Regions from separate parts of the Manis pentadactyla genome. Here region 1 is linked to region 2. The links are chromatin contacts, called in public Hi-C maps. All regions are on one chromosome and are shown on one strand. Each heading gives the region's core, a stretch centred on a gene start, on an enhancer-like site or on the middle of the called end of the contact. The rest is flanking DNA. Distances are from core to core; before and after follow the strand shown.

Region 1 (6,824 bases), core at 2,386-4,885, 160 kb after region 2:
GAAGCTTCCAGCCACTTCTCTTGAAGCCTGTTTGGTCAGAATTGGGTCATAGGCCCACTGCCAATTAAATCTTTGGTAAAGGGAAGGGACTAGTAGAATTAACTTAATCTGAGTTCACTCCCAGAGTTGGGCTGATTCACGTGTGCTTGGTGGTAAGGGATTAGGGAGGGTAAAGAGGTCTGAATTACTGAACAAAAGGAAAGAAAAAGGAAAAAGACATATGATGTCTTTTACATTGTGTCCATTACAATATCTTTGAACATTTCAAGGTGTGTAAAACATAATAAATGTATTAATTTTTGACCCTAAAGTTAATGCTTATGAGTGTTGTTTGCTCTACACACTTGAAAAACCAGGTCTAGTATAATTATTTTAATCCTTCTCAAGTATTTGATAGATGTTACAATGTTTGATATTTTTTAATCAAGATAAGAAAATATCTTAAGGTGATTCATAACCCTTATTTAATGGCATTAAAATATATTCTATTAATATAGATATAAAAAAATGACAGGAAAATTGCTAGAATTTGATTCCTATAAATTCCATAGCTACCTAAAATTACAGGTACAGAAAATGAACTTCATCCCTATAAAGATAGAATGAAATCACTTCTGCCAATCACTTATCAAAATAAATACACTCCTAGATGCTTCATTAAAATCCTATAGAAATCTCAGAAATAAGCAAATTCTACAAAGTTTTTTAAATGCATAAGGCTGTTGACATTTTTCAGTCTTTGAATTCCTTAGCATTTATTATAGACTAGACATTGGATGCTGAGAGTTTAAAGAACTATCAGTGCCATATTTTTGAGCATCAAATTCATTACAAGAGTTTTAAGTCAGTGCTGTAAGAGCTTTATTCTTTTGTGTGTGTTTTTAAATACATTCTTGAAAATAAGTTGTGAGGATGTAAGTATAGCATGGTTATTATAGTTAATAATACCATATTGTATAATTGAAAGTTTCTAAGAAAGAAGTTCTTAAAAGTTCTCATCACACACACACAAACTGTAATCATGCGTGGTGATGGATGTTAACTAGACTTAATGTGGTGATTACTTCACAATATATACAAATATTGAATCATGTACACCTGGAACTAATATGTTATATGTCTATTATATTTTAATAATAAACATGTAACAGATATTAAGCTGTATTTGGTACATACTACATTTTGGGGTAAAGCTTTTCTCAGGAGTGAACAGGCCACAAGAGGATACATTTATAACCATCAAATGTTTCACTGTAGTGCTTGGTTTACTTTTAATATTTGAGAGTATCACTTAAAGGCCTGACTTGTCTCATTGTAAATTCCATTCAATAATCATATTCTCAGGGTTAAAATGAACTGAGTACACAGATGACAAAACATTTGAAATCCTAGAGAAAGATGCTAAAACATTGGAACCTTCATTTTATTAGGTACTTGTTTATACTGCACATATGATGGATTCAGAAACATACAGAGCATAATTCACAAACAGTATTTTGTGGTCAAAGCCATTTCCAGGATAGAGTCATTCTGGGTTCAGTACAAAACTATACAAAGTGGTTTTACAAAGGAGTCTAAAAGTTTAAATGTTGATGAGCAGTTAAAGAAAAAAAACAGTATGAGGAAAGAAAATCCAGTTTTGGAATAAAATGTGTTGAGGTAAGTACAACAAAGCAAGGTCACTTGTAGCTGACTTCCTTTTTAAAAACTGGAAGTTGTATCATAAAATTATGAAGAAAGTTAAGTCTCAGACGAAGTGAAGTTCTAGGAATTAAATACCTCTCTGATATCTACATATGTTACTAATGCACAGTAGGATGATGGTCCACTGGCTGGCTGGCAGAGTCAACAGTACATCGGCCCAGGTGCTTCTGTTTATACTCATATTCAGCCTAAGTACTCTTCTGTGATCACGTTGGACCATACCCTTGGCCACTTCCACCATTTAGGTGAAAGTGAACAATAAGTAGGATCTGAGTTATGTTTGGAAGGATTCCAAATAATTGAGATATTGTGTGTGAAGTGCTGGTAAATAGAGCCTACCTAATAAATGTTGACTTTAAAAAAATTCTGCACTTGCATTGGATGGAACCCAGAAACAGCAGTAAAGGCTATAGTTGCTTCTAACCTGAGAAGCCTCTCTGCAACCATTTTACTCAAACTTTTGAGGTGATAGCAATTGTACTGTGTTCTGATTCACAGGATAAAAATAAAGTTGGGCTAACTGTAATTTTGCCATGCTGCCTTTGCACAGTTCTGAGCTCACTTTGAAATTAGCAATCTCAGATAGACTTTCTGATATTTTTATCAGACTTGCAAAGTAGTATTTTCCCACATCCTTTCCAGGAAGGGTGGGAGCCTACTACTTACCAAACTTTATGAATAATACTACTTACCTAACTAGGCTCAGAACAGAATGATCTTGCTTTAGGTGTGCAATTCCTGTTCCAGATAAAGCACTCAATGGAAATGGGATGAGTTGTTTTTTGTGCCCTATATCTAAACCCCCAGTGTTACAAAATGAGAACAGTCCTACCTTCATTGTCCTCCAAAGAAAAAAAACATGCTAAGAATGAAAAGCTCTGAAAGTTCTTTGAGCTTCTCAAAAGCATACCATCCTTGAACACTTCATTGGATGTCCTCTGCCCCACCCCACATCCTCGCTTCAATCCTAATTATTGCCTATCTTTTCCAATTAAATGGAAGTCACTGGCAGGCGTTGGGGCAAAAATATCCATCAGATAAAGTGTTCAGGGTACATCTAAAGAAGACATCTAGTGTTTTGTGGAATAAGGCTTTTAGAAGTGTCAGTACTTCATGATGTCATTTTCACTTATAAAAAGGTATCAATCATCAGTGTGACTACTGTTTTAGTACTGCTCTGCATTATTTGACCTCTCCTCTAAGTCTATAGGTTTTACCTGATTTTCTTTGTATTTACTCAACTGTAACTTCATTCAGTAGTAACAAGTCTCTTTTCCTGCTAGCGAGCTGCAAAGGTTTTCTTTCTTCGAAGAGCTGCATTCTGGACCTCAGGTAACCCTAAAAAGGAGAAATCTGGACTACAAATGAGTCACTTGCAAATCATTCCAATGGCAGCCCCTGTCTGGGTTAGTCACAGCATCACCCCATCCTGGTATGCAGTACTTGTCGCCTAGTAGGTCATCAGTAAATACCAGCTTTATGAAGGAAGGAAAGCAATTCGCGTGTAAGGGTGGGCAGCCTTCCATAAAGCAACAAATTGTGAACTAGGGTTCTCAAGATACCTTCTGAACTAAGCCCTTCATCTTAACTACTTTTGGACTAGGATGAAAATTTAACCAATGCTTTCCCAATTAATTTGCCCTTCGCGGCAGTGACTGTGACCAGAGCTTCCTATTACACCCATTTCTTCCATAGGCAACTCTCCTTTCTGATCAAGAACAATTAATTGCCCACTGCTTTGTCTGCCTCGGGGACCCTAGAGCCAGGGACGATAGGCAAGATGGACTGGAGCCTGAACCCCCGGGAGTGTCTCTCTCCAAAGCACGAAAGGGCTGGGGACGTCTTCCGCCATACCCTCAGTCCTACCACGTCTCCAGCCCGCCCTCCAAGCCCTTTCCCTCCCTCCCCCAGCTTTCCGAGTAAGTGCAGCCACTGCCCCCGACCCCCCAACGATCCCTCTTCCGCCCGGCGCTTGGGGAACGGGCGGGGTGGGAGAGCACCGCTTCCGCGTTGGTGAGCGGCGTGGGCCTTGACGTCACTGCGCCCAGACGTCATGCCGACGTGAGGCCCGGTCTCCCGGGAGACCGGGAAAGCCGTTTCGCATCTGGTAGCATCGAGGTGTAGGTGAGAGATAATGAATGGCTTCCTTGAGCCCCGGGATGACCCGGTCCCCCGGGATGACCCGGTCCCCCGGGATGCAGTTCCGGAGCGGAGGCGTGTTGGCATCCAGGGAGAGGGCCGGAAGCTGAGCCGCGGCGCTGCGGCGAGGGGATGGGATTCCGAGCCTCGCCTCCGCTCCGCTCTGCGGCCCCAGCTTTTGTCTCCTCGAGCCCGCCGGCTCCGGCGCCCTCTTCTCCCCCGGAATGCGCGGCTTGGCCTCACCCCTGCGCCCTCTTCTTTTTTTCTGCCACCGCGGTTCCCGAGGGAACGGGGTTAGAAAGGGACAGATTTCAAAACCCTTCCAGCAGTTTGGCTGGTCTTGCAGTGGTTTCTATTTGGAAAATCCTGCCTCTTCAGCAAAGTTTTAGGTCGTGAACTCCGCTTCACCTGACTCTGACCTGCTCTTTTGTGGGTGATTCACTCCAGGGGAAGTTCTTTATGAGAAGGCCTGAAAGCTGAACGTGAGTTAATGACCCAACGTGACACTGGTGTGAAGAAGGGAATCGGAAGTGAATAATCATGGACATTTCTGAATTTTTGACATGTTCCTCGTTATCCTGTTTGCGGGTTCACAAATACCTACGTGGCTGCTGTCAGTTATTACCTCACCTGTTGCTGAAGGGCAGTCTATGCGTGTGTAATGTCAAATAATAAAAGGGGCTCAATAAAACAGGCAAAATAATGTAAGGATAAATTAAAAATTTTACTGTTGCCAAGAGGAAAAGAGACTCCCCCCCTTTTTTTGAGAAACCTCACATTTGTGAATGTATCCTCTATTCCTTTAATACATATATGCAAGTTTTTTTAAAGACGCAGTTTGAGGAATTGGGAGCCATTTCTTTAAAATGTAAGCCTCAAAGAAGACAGCACCCCTATCACCTTATCACCTTGGGAGTTTAGCATAGGCACCTTACTTTTAGTAACAGCCTGCTTTGTCTTAGCGATATGTATTCCTTCGAACAAACGCAATTAAGATAGCACAGATGGCTACTTCAATTTCCAGGGGAATTTAAAACGAATTAGGAAAGAATATATAGTAAGCTGTGTTGAAGACAAAGTTACCATTTACCTTGAGAACGTGTATGTAATGGATTATATCTGCTTGGCTGTATAAAAAAATGAGATTTCTTTGTTTTTGTATCTCAGCAGATTGTGCTGTGCATCAGTCTGGTTAACTGCTAATTCAATAATAAAATTGTTTCTTTCTTCATTGTGGAGGGATTTTCTGGGTTGGCAGTGTATTTTGTTTTAAATTTTTCCTCAATAAGAAAACTGCCAATTATTTCCCTCGGTATAGTAAGGCCACAGAGTTGGAACGAATTTACAGACAATGATGATATTTACAGAAATAAAAAACTTCCACTGGTGCCTTGTTTATACCATCATTAGATTCATGCTCTCAAATAATTTTATGGGTGGAATTTTAAAAGGACATTTAGTTGATAATTTTAGGAAAAATTCGACTCCCAATACAATTTAGTTAGGATCATGCCATCTTATTTTACTGATGGTGAGTGCCACTGTAAAATGGTGGAAATGAGAATAATGAATCTTCTGTGAATAATAAATCTTCTATGAATAATGAGCTCTTGCTACATCACAGAGACAGTCTGCCTAACTTTAGATGATGTACTTGGCCATGTGGGCCTATGTTAACCATGTCAGTTAACTTTACCTCCACCCCAGTTAACTTTACACCCCCCTCCCACACACACATTTTATGTGTCTATATAGGAAGGCAGCTTGTTACTTGTTTTAAATAGCAGCTCATTAAAACATGGGCTTTGTACTAACACACAAGATGCGGAATCTTCTCTTCCACTAATGGTTGCATAATTTAAAGAAATGCTACCACTACAGGAATTTTAGTCAGCTACAATGTCCCTGCCACCTTGCCCCTGCTGGGGTTGCTGTCTGTGACAGAGTACTGTGCCTCTCCAGTCTCTTTGCCAAGATCCTGCCCTGATCAAAAGCAAATAGCCTCAGGAAGTCTTTACTAATTCTCCACTCCCTTCAGAAAAATGAGACATTTTTCTTCCCTGAATTCCTATATTGTTCCTTCTCTACAACTCCTGACACACAGAACTTCCCAGCTATGGAATTATGTCTGTATCATCTTACTCTGCTGGCCCCTTCTATTGCCAACTCTCTCTATATATACACACATCTCTCACTCATGCAACTGGACTGTCTATTCTTTCCCAAAGTGTTCCTCTGTCTTGTGTGTTATTATGAAAGGAGTGATAGAGTTTTACCTTGAATTATGTTATATTAGAAAATGAAAATCTATTAAAAGTAAATCAGCTGCATAAAAATATGCAAATGCTCATCTTAGGTAATATTGACACTTGGCTTCTCATGCTTTGACAACTCTTCTGTTCAATACCTGCATACCATACTTAGCCTGGTACTTTTTTTTCCTGTACTTCATCATTTAAACCAGCATTCATGTCACAGTTGCTTTTCTTATCTGCTGGATTGATATATTTAGATATTTTTAAATCAGTTTTTCAGAAAAAAACGGAATGAGTGGATCTGTTTAAAATAAGTGATCCTTACCAAGTATTTGCAAAGCAAATAATAGTAAACCATCACAGAAATTAGAATTAGACTATAAGGTTCTGAAGAAAGAAAATACCATTTCTAACTGAGCAGACTCTATGTCCTTCCTGTTCTATTGGCTTAATAACTGAAAGGCACAGTTCTACCTTTTAGCACTGAGTTGAAACAAATACCTATTGAAACAGTTATCATTATTCATCCCCAAATACTCCCAGTAATTTATATCTTTTAATTTGAATTTTCTTCATACTATTACAGTTCTAACTATTGCCGTCAATGTTTTTAGCTTATTTTACTTCAGAGGTCCCTCAGCATATTTTGGGAAATTATGGATCGTCACATTCCTATATATGAGCTACCTGAGGAAATCCAAAAGGTATGATATCATAATGTGTTAT
Region 2 (7,049 bases), core at 4,098-6,597:
AGTAATATTTATGCCCTAGCTTGACAATTGCATGTAAGACCCATCTAGTCCATGTCACTCACATTTATGACTTAGCAAAATTACAAAACACTTCATGAGAAAGAACTATAGGATCATTGACACATAATTAACACCTTAGAGAATTAATTCCACAAATACCGGCAGTTCCCTGGAAACACTGCATAAAGAAAAAAGAAGAGTCCACGATCTGGCGTCAGCATCTCAGAACTGATGTTATTTATATTTTATATGTCATTTTCTGTTAGGCTTTGTACCCTCACCTTTCCCAGGCAGAGGCAACTTGTTGCCTCAACAGAGGCAGAGAAAAGCGAGTTTCAAGAAAGAGGAGATTATAAATGAGAAATATTTTTAAAACTCGGAAATGGTCTGCAAAGTGTATCTTTATTAACTAGTAATAAATTTATTACATAAATGTCTATCACATTATGAAAATATGAATCTTAAGTTTACATTATCAAAGCATGTTCATTTTAGGCTCTAAACCAATATACCTCTGAGCTTTGCATTAATTCATGCTGATTAAATTCCTTACCTTTAGTTGCTCTGACATATTCCCTAGTAGCATTTTCCAATATTCTCCCATCAACACCATATTTAAAACCCACTTGAGGTAAATAAATTTCAGCCAACATCTTTTCTTGCTCTAGAATCCCAAAGAATGCAGAAATCCCTCTCAGGAAAATAAAAATTTTCCTTTAGATAAATTTCAGGAGTTTGCCCTTTTAGTAACATCAAGACAGAATTTTCAACAATACACTTTAAATGTTTAAAAACAACAGTAATTTGGTTGCCTAGATAATGTTTGACTTTTTTTTCACTTTGAATATATTAGATACTTGCACCTATGAACTTCCTTTGAGTAAGAGTAAGTTGTCCTTATATACACAGTCAAAAAACACTATAGCATGGACTTAACATCCATAGATAAGGAATTGTCAGTCTGCCATTTATGGAAGTTGGCTGTGTTCTCCATGTCATCTCAGTACAACATTGCTATGTACCAAGGCCTCTGTTTCAAATCTCTGGTCTTTCATTGTGCTGAGTCACATTAGTCACTGTTTCCTTCTTGGTGTGGTAACCATAAATGAATATTTGTCCGCCAGAAGGATGTTGGGGAATTAACTATTACTAGTGATTGCAGTAAACAACAGATACTGATACTTCATAGCATGTACTCCATTAATGAAAATGAAAACAGGAGGTTTTGCGTCACTTGAAATTTCAAGTAGTCTTGGCTTTTCCATGAATAAGTTGTTTGTTGGAAATACTCTACTGAACTGATCAGTAATGCTAAAGCAAATCCAGCAGACAAGGATAACAGAAATTATTGATAGAAGAAACACAAGGAAAGGAAATTAGAATATTTCAATCCTATAAGCATATTTAAAAAGAATTAAGGTGACTTAGGGGCACATATAGAAAGTGTACACATGCATATACCATATGTGTTGCATGTATGTGTCTTTTATTGTTTTTCAGAGTGTTCAGAGAGAAGCCACTTATTCATGTGTGTATACTTAAAATTAATCCAGTTACTTGAATGTAGTAGCTACTCAATGAATAAATGATTTTTTAAATAAAAAATTGACAAGTTCAATAACAAGTTTACTAGATAAGTAAAACTTGCCGTAAGTATTTGGAATGCTAAATAGCTATTTGTTTAAAACTGTGTTTGCATGGCAAGCTGCTTATATTATAACTTTAGACAAAATAAAAGATACAGTAATGTTACAGAGAAAATCCTCTGAATAAAATAAGACAAAACATAACCATAGCAAAATGTTAAATGGGATTTTAGAAGGTACAACTACATGGGTAGTCTTATGCCTCCTCTCTACTTTTTATGTTTTAATAAACATGTTGCAAATCATATAATTTGATATATCTGTGGAATTGGCAGGAAATGCTATAGGAGTTGATATATTGCTTTGTGACAGTTCTTATATTTTTGACATACTAGGTTACGCAGCTCTCTAACTGGTAAAGCCTGCAAGCAGGAAGACAAATTAGATAAGAACTTATGATAGCTTATGTATTAGCCAAGAACATGTTAAGCGATATGTAACACAAAACAGTTCAACCAAATTGGAGTTTATTTTTCAGACATAACAATAAATCCAGGGGTAGCCAGTCTAGGACTGCTGCAGCAACTTGAAGATGTCATGAATGATCTACTCTCCTCTTACCTTTCTGCCACAGCCTCTTTAGCTTGTGGAGTCCATCTTCATATTTTCCAAATCATGTTCACCTTCATTTTTGTCAGGAGGTTCCATCTTCATTCCCATGTTAGTATTCTAGGAGGAAGAAAAGGAAGAAATGGAAGGGGTGTCTCTCTTTTAGGAAAGGGAATTTTTTTTCTAGAAATCTTCACCATCACCTAAAACTATAACCCGTTATGGGATCTAGGGAAACGAATTTTTTTTGACTAGGCACATTGGTAGCCCTCCCAGTCCTCCTCCTCCTCCAAAAAAAGAAGTAATAGCATCTTCCTAATAAGAAAGGGGGCAACAAGCAGTGTCTACTCCTTCTTCTCATATAAGCAATACACTCATCCTCTCCCTAGGAGAAACAATCCCAAAGTGTTATCCAGGTACTGCAATGAGCTCAGAGTCCAGGCTCCATAAGTCCCAATGATGTTGGGTACTCACCATCAAAAGTGTGGATCTCCACACTCTGGCAACCAATTTTTAAAGAAAAGTTATCTGCCTCAATACTTCTAATAAGTAATGGTGGATAGACAAAGTACAGGATGTTGCTAAAACTCCCATTCAGAAAAGAGGAAAATGGAAAATACACAGTGATCACTGGTTCATAGAACATCTCAAAGTCCTGTTGGATAATTACAGCAAGGAAACGATGCCCTTGGTGAGTTAATCTGTCAGTTTCTGGTTCTATTCTGTAGGAGAGCTTCCTATTCTTTTATCTTCCAGGGGTCACATCTGAAGTGGACATTGTGGAGGATACCTTTTCTGAAGCAGTACAATTTTTATCAGTCTGGGAAGCCTAGACCCAAAAGTGGTAAGTCTAGAATCTGATGCCACCTTTCCCTTTAACATTCTGAAAGCAGTGGTGGAGAGGCTGAGAACTAACTAGAGTTCTCTGCTGCCTAAAGGGGAGTGGGCAGGGAGTAGAGAGTGAAAAATTTGAGTTCAGGGCCTGAGGAGGAAAGATTTAAATTGGAATTCCAAAGGGCTACTCCCTGGATATAACTTTTAATCATTAATCCCTGATTGAATTAAGGTGATTTTCCCTTAAGCTAATTGGATCTCAATGAATCACACTTCCCAATATTCATGGCCTTATACATACCCTTCCCACATTGACACTGAGCTTGGTCATGTGACTTGCTTTGGCTATTGCCACATAACTAAGTGTTGATGTAAGGCTTGTCCTCTTGGAATGTTACCTCTTAGAACCCTGAAATTACCATGCTGTGAGGGGCAGCTCTGTAGAGAAAAACCAGGGAACCCAGCCAATAGCCAGAACAGAGGCTCAAGACATATGGCCCTAGCTGAGCCAGGCCCCAGGCCTCTGGCCACCCCAGTTGAGGCTCCAGACATCATGGAGCAGAGATGAGCCACCTGCACCATGCCCTGACTGAATTCCTGAGCCAGAGAATCCAGAATTATGAGCAAATAAGAGTGGTTTTAGGTCATTAAGTTTTTGGGTGGTTTGTACATAGCAACAAACAACTGAAACACTTCTAAAAGAATAAAGAATGTATAACAAACAACCTAGTTGTTGGGAGAGAACACAATTAAAAATATTAAATCCAAAATAAGGCATGAAAGAATATAGAACTGATGAAACAAATAGAAAACAAATAGTAAAATGGTAGATTTAAACCCAGATACTTGCTTCTAGGCAATTCCATATATGACTAGGCACAGACCAAGATCTTAATACAGTTTTTAAGCTTGAAAATTCTTGTCTTTTACCTATTAACCTCTGAATTCTCTCCATATTATTCCCACCTTAGTTTAACTGCCCTGCCTTGATGCAATTTGAAATGAGCCTGCTGGGGAGACAATACCCTCAATCTATTCTTTGCTAGTTTGTCACCCAGTCTGGTTTGGAAGAGTTTAAAAGTCTTGGAACCATAATATGTATTTCCACCTCTTAGCTCCTAAGCTACCATGTCCAGTAAGGTAATAGTTGGCTTTTCAACCCAGAAAAATCTCCAAATTATGGAATTAAATCAGTTTGGATGCCATGCTACAGGCTGACTGCATCCCTTAGCAAACTGTGTTCCTTTCTCTGCCAGTTTTTGGGGATACAGAAAAACACCCTAGTCAAAATAAAAAATAATGATCTAATAGTGATTGTCATGAGGCTAATAGTGATTTTTGATCACTGTCTATAGTGATCAAAAATAGTGATTTTGACCAGGGCGTTTTTCCCCATATATAGTGATTATATGAATTTAATGTAATGTTTTTTTCCTCCACCACTGAAAAGCTATTCAATATATGGACTAACCTTCTAAGGTATTCTACAATCCAGAAAATATGGCAAATTCACAAGCAGTGTGTGTATTTTAAAGGTGAGCACATGGAGCTCTGCAAGCTCCACGAAGACAGGCATGGCGTCCGGGTTGATCAGGGCTGTAGCCAAGTCTAGTTCATGCCTGGCACACAACGCGCGCTCGACAAATATTTGTTGAATAAATAAATTACTGTTTGTGGGCTTTAAAACACACGTATTCGCGCCTTTACCATCAAAACCCCAAAGCCACGTTTCCCTTGTGAATGCTGCGCCCGTTCCTACTGAGACGGGATTGATTGCAACCCAGCCGGGTAGCAGCCGGTCCCGGTGCACGGTCCGCTCGTCCGATATGGGACGGGCGACCCCGTCTGGCCGCAGAACTGGAAGCGGCCGTTCGCCTCCTCTCGGGGTCCGGCGGCGTCAGGACGGGAGGCCTGTAGCGAGGCGAACAGAACAGAAATGGGTGGTTCCGTTTCACATTCTCTCTCGGGTGCCTAGGTTACCTCGGAACACAGCGACCCTCCCTGTCCGCAGGCAGGTGGAGCCCGCCCGACGCGGCGCGCACCTTTCTTCCTCACAGCTGCGCGTTCCGCGACGCGCGTAGACGTCCGGCCGGCCCGCAAAAGGACACGCCCCCTCGCGGGAGCACGCGTCCGCCGCACGCACACCCCGCGGACCTCCCCTCTAGCGAGCGCGTACGCACACGCAGGGCGGGCCTCCTTCCCGGCACCCACTCAGCGCCCAGCCCTTTCCCCTCACCGCCTCCGACCCCGCCTCCCCAGCTCCGCCTCCGCGACTGGGCTGCCGAGAGGAGGCGACCGGAAGCCACTTTAAGGCAGAGCTCGAGGTGACAGGCGAGCGAGCTGTGTTGGGAGTACTGTGGCGGTTTTCTGCGCTCGGCTGGCGGAATGGCCCGGGCGCTGCTCGTCCCGTCTCCGGTCTTCGACCCCTAGACGCCCGAGCCGGCCCTCGGCGCCAGCCCCCCGGCGCGGACGCTGCCAGAAAGCCGCTGGAGCCGCGACGCGTCTTCAGAGGTTGGTTCTCTCAGGCTGCCTGTTCAGGTAAAGGGCTCCCGGTGCGCTCTGAGGGGCCGACAAGGGACCCTAGCGGGGGTGGTGGGCGCTGGAGGGGGCAGCCTCGCAGCCTCTCGCGGATCTAGAGTGTCTTGATATTTAGTCCGTGCCTTTTTAAACCGAATTCACTGGGATCCCGTCTATATCGGGATGGAATTGGTTTACCACTTAGTCACTTAGGGCAGCTGGCAGGTGTATAAATCAGAGGAAGACACTGAAGGGCTTCGTCAGATCGCCGGCGTCTCCGCATTCGCACTCGAGCGGGCGCGGAGTCGCGACTGGGCGGCCTCCCCCGCGGGGCAGACCCCGGGCGCTCGGAGGCGGGCGTAGCGTGGGGGGGTGCCCTCGGCAGACCGAGGGGAGGCCCCGGCAGCTGGGGGCGCCTTCCGGCGGACCTGCGTCCCGGTTGCAACCCAGAAGTTTGCGGGCTGTTTTCACATTAACTTTGAAGGCTCAGAAGTCGTCGTCCGCCCCGCCGCGCTGAGAAGCTCCCACCGCGTTTTCGCGGCGCTTCGCGAGTCAGTTCTGCGAGCCTCCGGGACTCGCAGGACGACCCTCTCGGGAAGGTCGGTTAACAAGGTGAAGACGAAACTAACCGTGGAAGGTGCCGGAGGGGCCTCTGGGATGGAGGGAAGCCTGGGCGCGGGTCGCCCGTTGGGAGGAGGCTGGGCCGAGGATTCTGGGGTCGCCTACCGCGGGGAGGGCGGGGGCGAGGCTTGAGGACACCCGGAATCGGCCGCGCCGGGCGTTTCCTCAGTCGGGCGGCGCGGAGCTGCGCAAACCGCCGCTGCCGGTAGGAGGCGTCGCTCGGACCCGCGCTCGACGTCCGGGAGTCTGGCGGCGGCTGGCCGGCCAGATTACTGAGTTTGGAGCAGCCGTTTTCCGGGGACAGCGCTCGGGGTTGGCGGTGCAGGAGACCCGGGGGCATCACGAGGTGAAGGGTGGAGCGGTAGGTCGCCTGCAGCGGGGACCGGAGGAAGTGTCCTTCCAATCTTATTTTTCTGTTATGCAAACTAATTGAGGAACTAGCTTCTAGTGATTTCCCCACTCCAGCCGCTCCTGTTCTCTGCCTGTTTCTCAGTTTTATTTCCGAGTTTGACGGAGGGCGAAAGCAGGAAAAGTTGTAGTATGTCTATACAGACATATAAATAAAATTGGCTTACTGTCTGTTCTGCCCTGATTGGGTGTGATTGGAGTGGTTATGTGTGTGTGCGTTCGTGGGGGAAGGCACAGCCCGATTTGGTGTGGTGGAGAGGGAATACCACTGTCTATGCCAATTGTGCCTTGAGGCAAGATCACCAAATGAATAATAACTCCTGGCTTGGCTGCTTTCCAGTTGATTTATGTCTTATGTCAAGTCCCGCTTTGGTGAAGCTTTCCCTAACAATGCCAGCGCACACTGAGCTCTCCTTTCTGTACCTTTTCATTTTGTACTTACTGTGCACCCTAACACTTCGTTATATACTGTGC

What was found. Hi-C and Micro-C count contacts between places; a contact is called where the count stands out from the background.
Region 1: a contact with region 2 is called in a Hi-C map of skin fibroblasts, with 6 times the contacts expected there. The contact joins the promoter of LEKR1 here to the promoter of TIPARP in region 2. A contact is called at or near these places in 2 of 3 Hi-C or Micro-C datasets (fibroblasts and skin fibroblasts).

The regions. Positions count from the first base shown.
Region 1 is chr1:89,842,565-89,849,388 of mManPen7.hap1, forward strand. It overlaps LEKR1 (leucine, glutamate and lysine rich 1), which reads left to right and starts at 3,636. Exons shown (of 14, transcript XM_057499450.1): 1 at 3,636-3,828; 2 at 4,291-4,711; 3 at 6,713-6,802. The coding sequence starts at 6,755.
Region 2 is chr1:89,678,958-89,686,006 of mManPen7.hap1, forward strand. It overlaps TIPARP (TCDD inducible poly(ADP-ribose) polymerase), which reads left to right and starts at 5,348. Exons shown (of 6, transcript XM_036904130.2): 1 at 5,348-5,540. LOC118921962 (a long non-coding RNA gene) reads right to left here and starts at 5,188. Exons shown (of 5, transcript XR_008996831.1): 1 at 5,010-5,188; 2 at 2,208-2,315.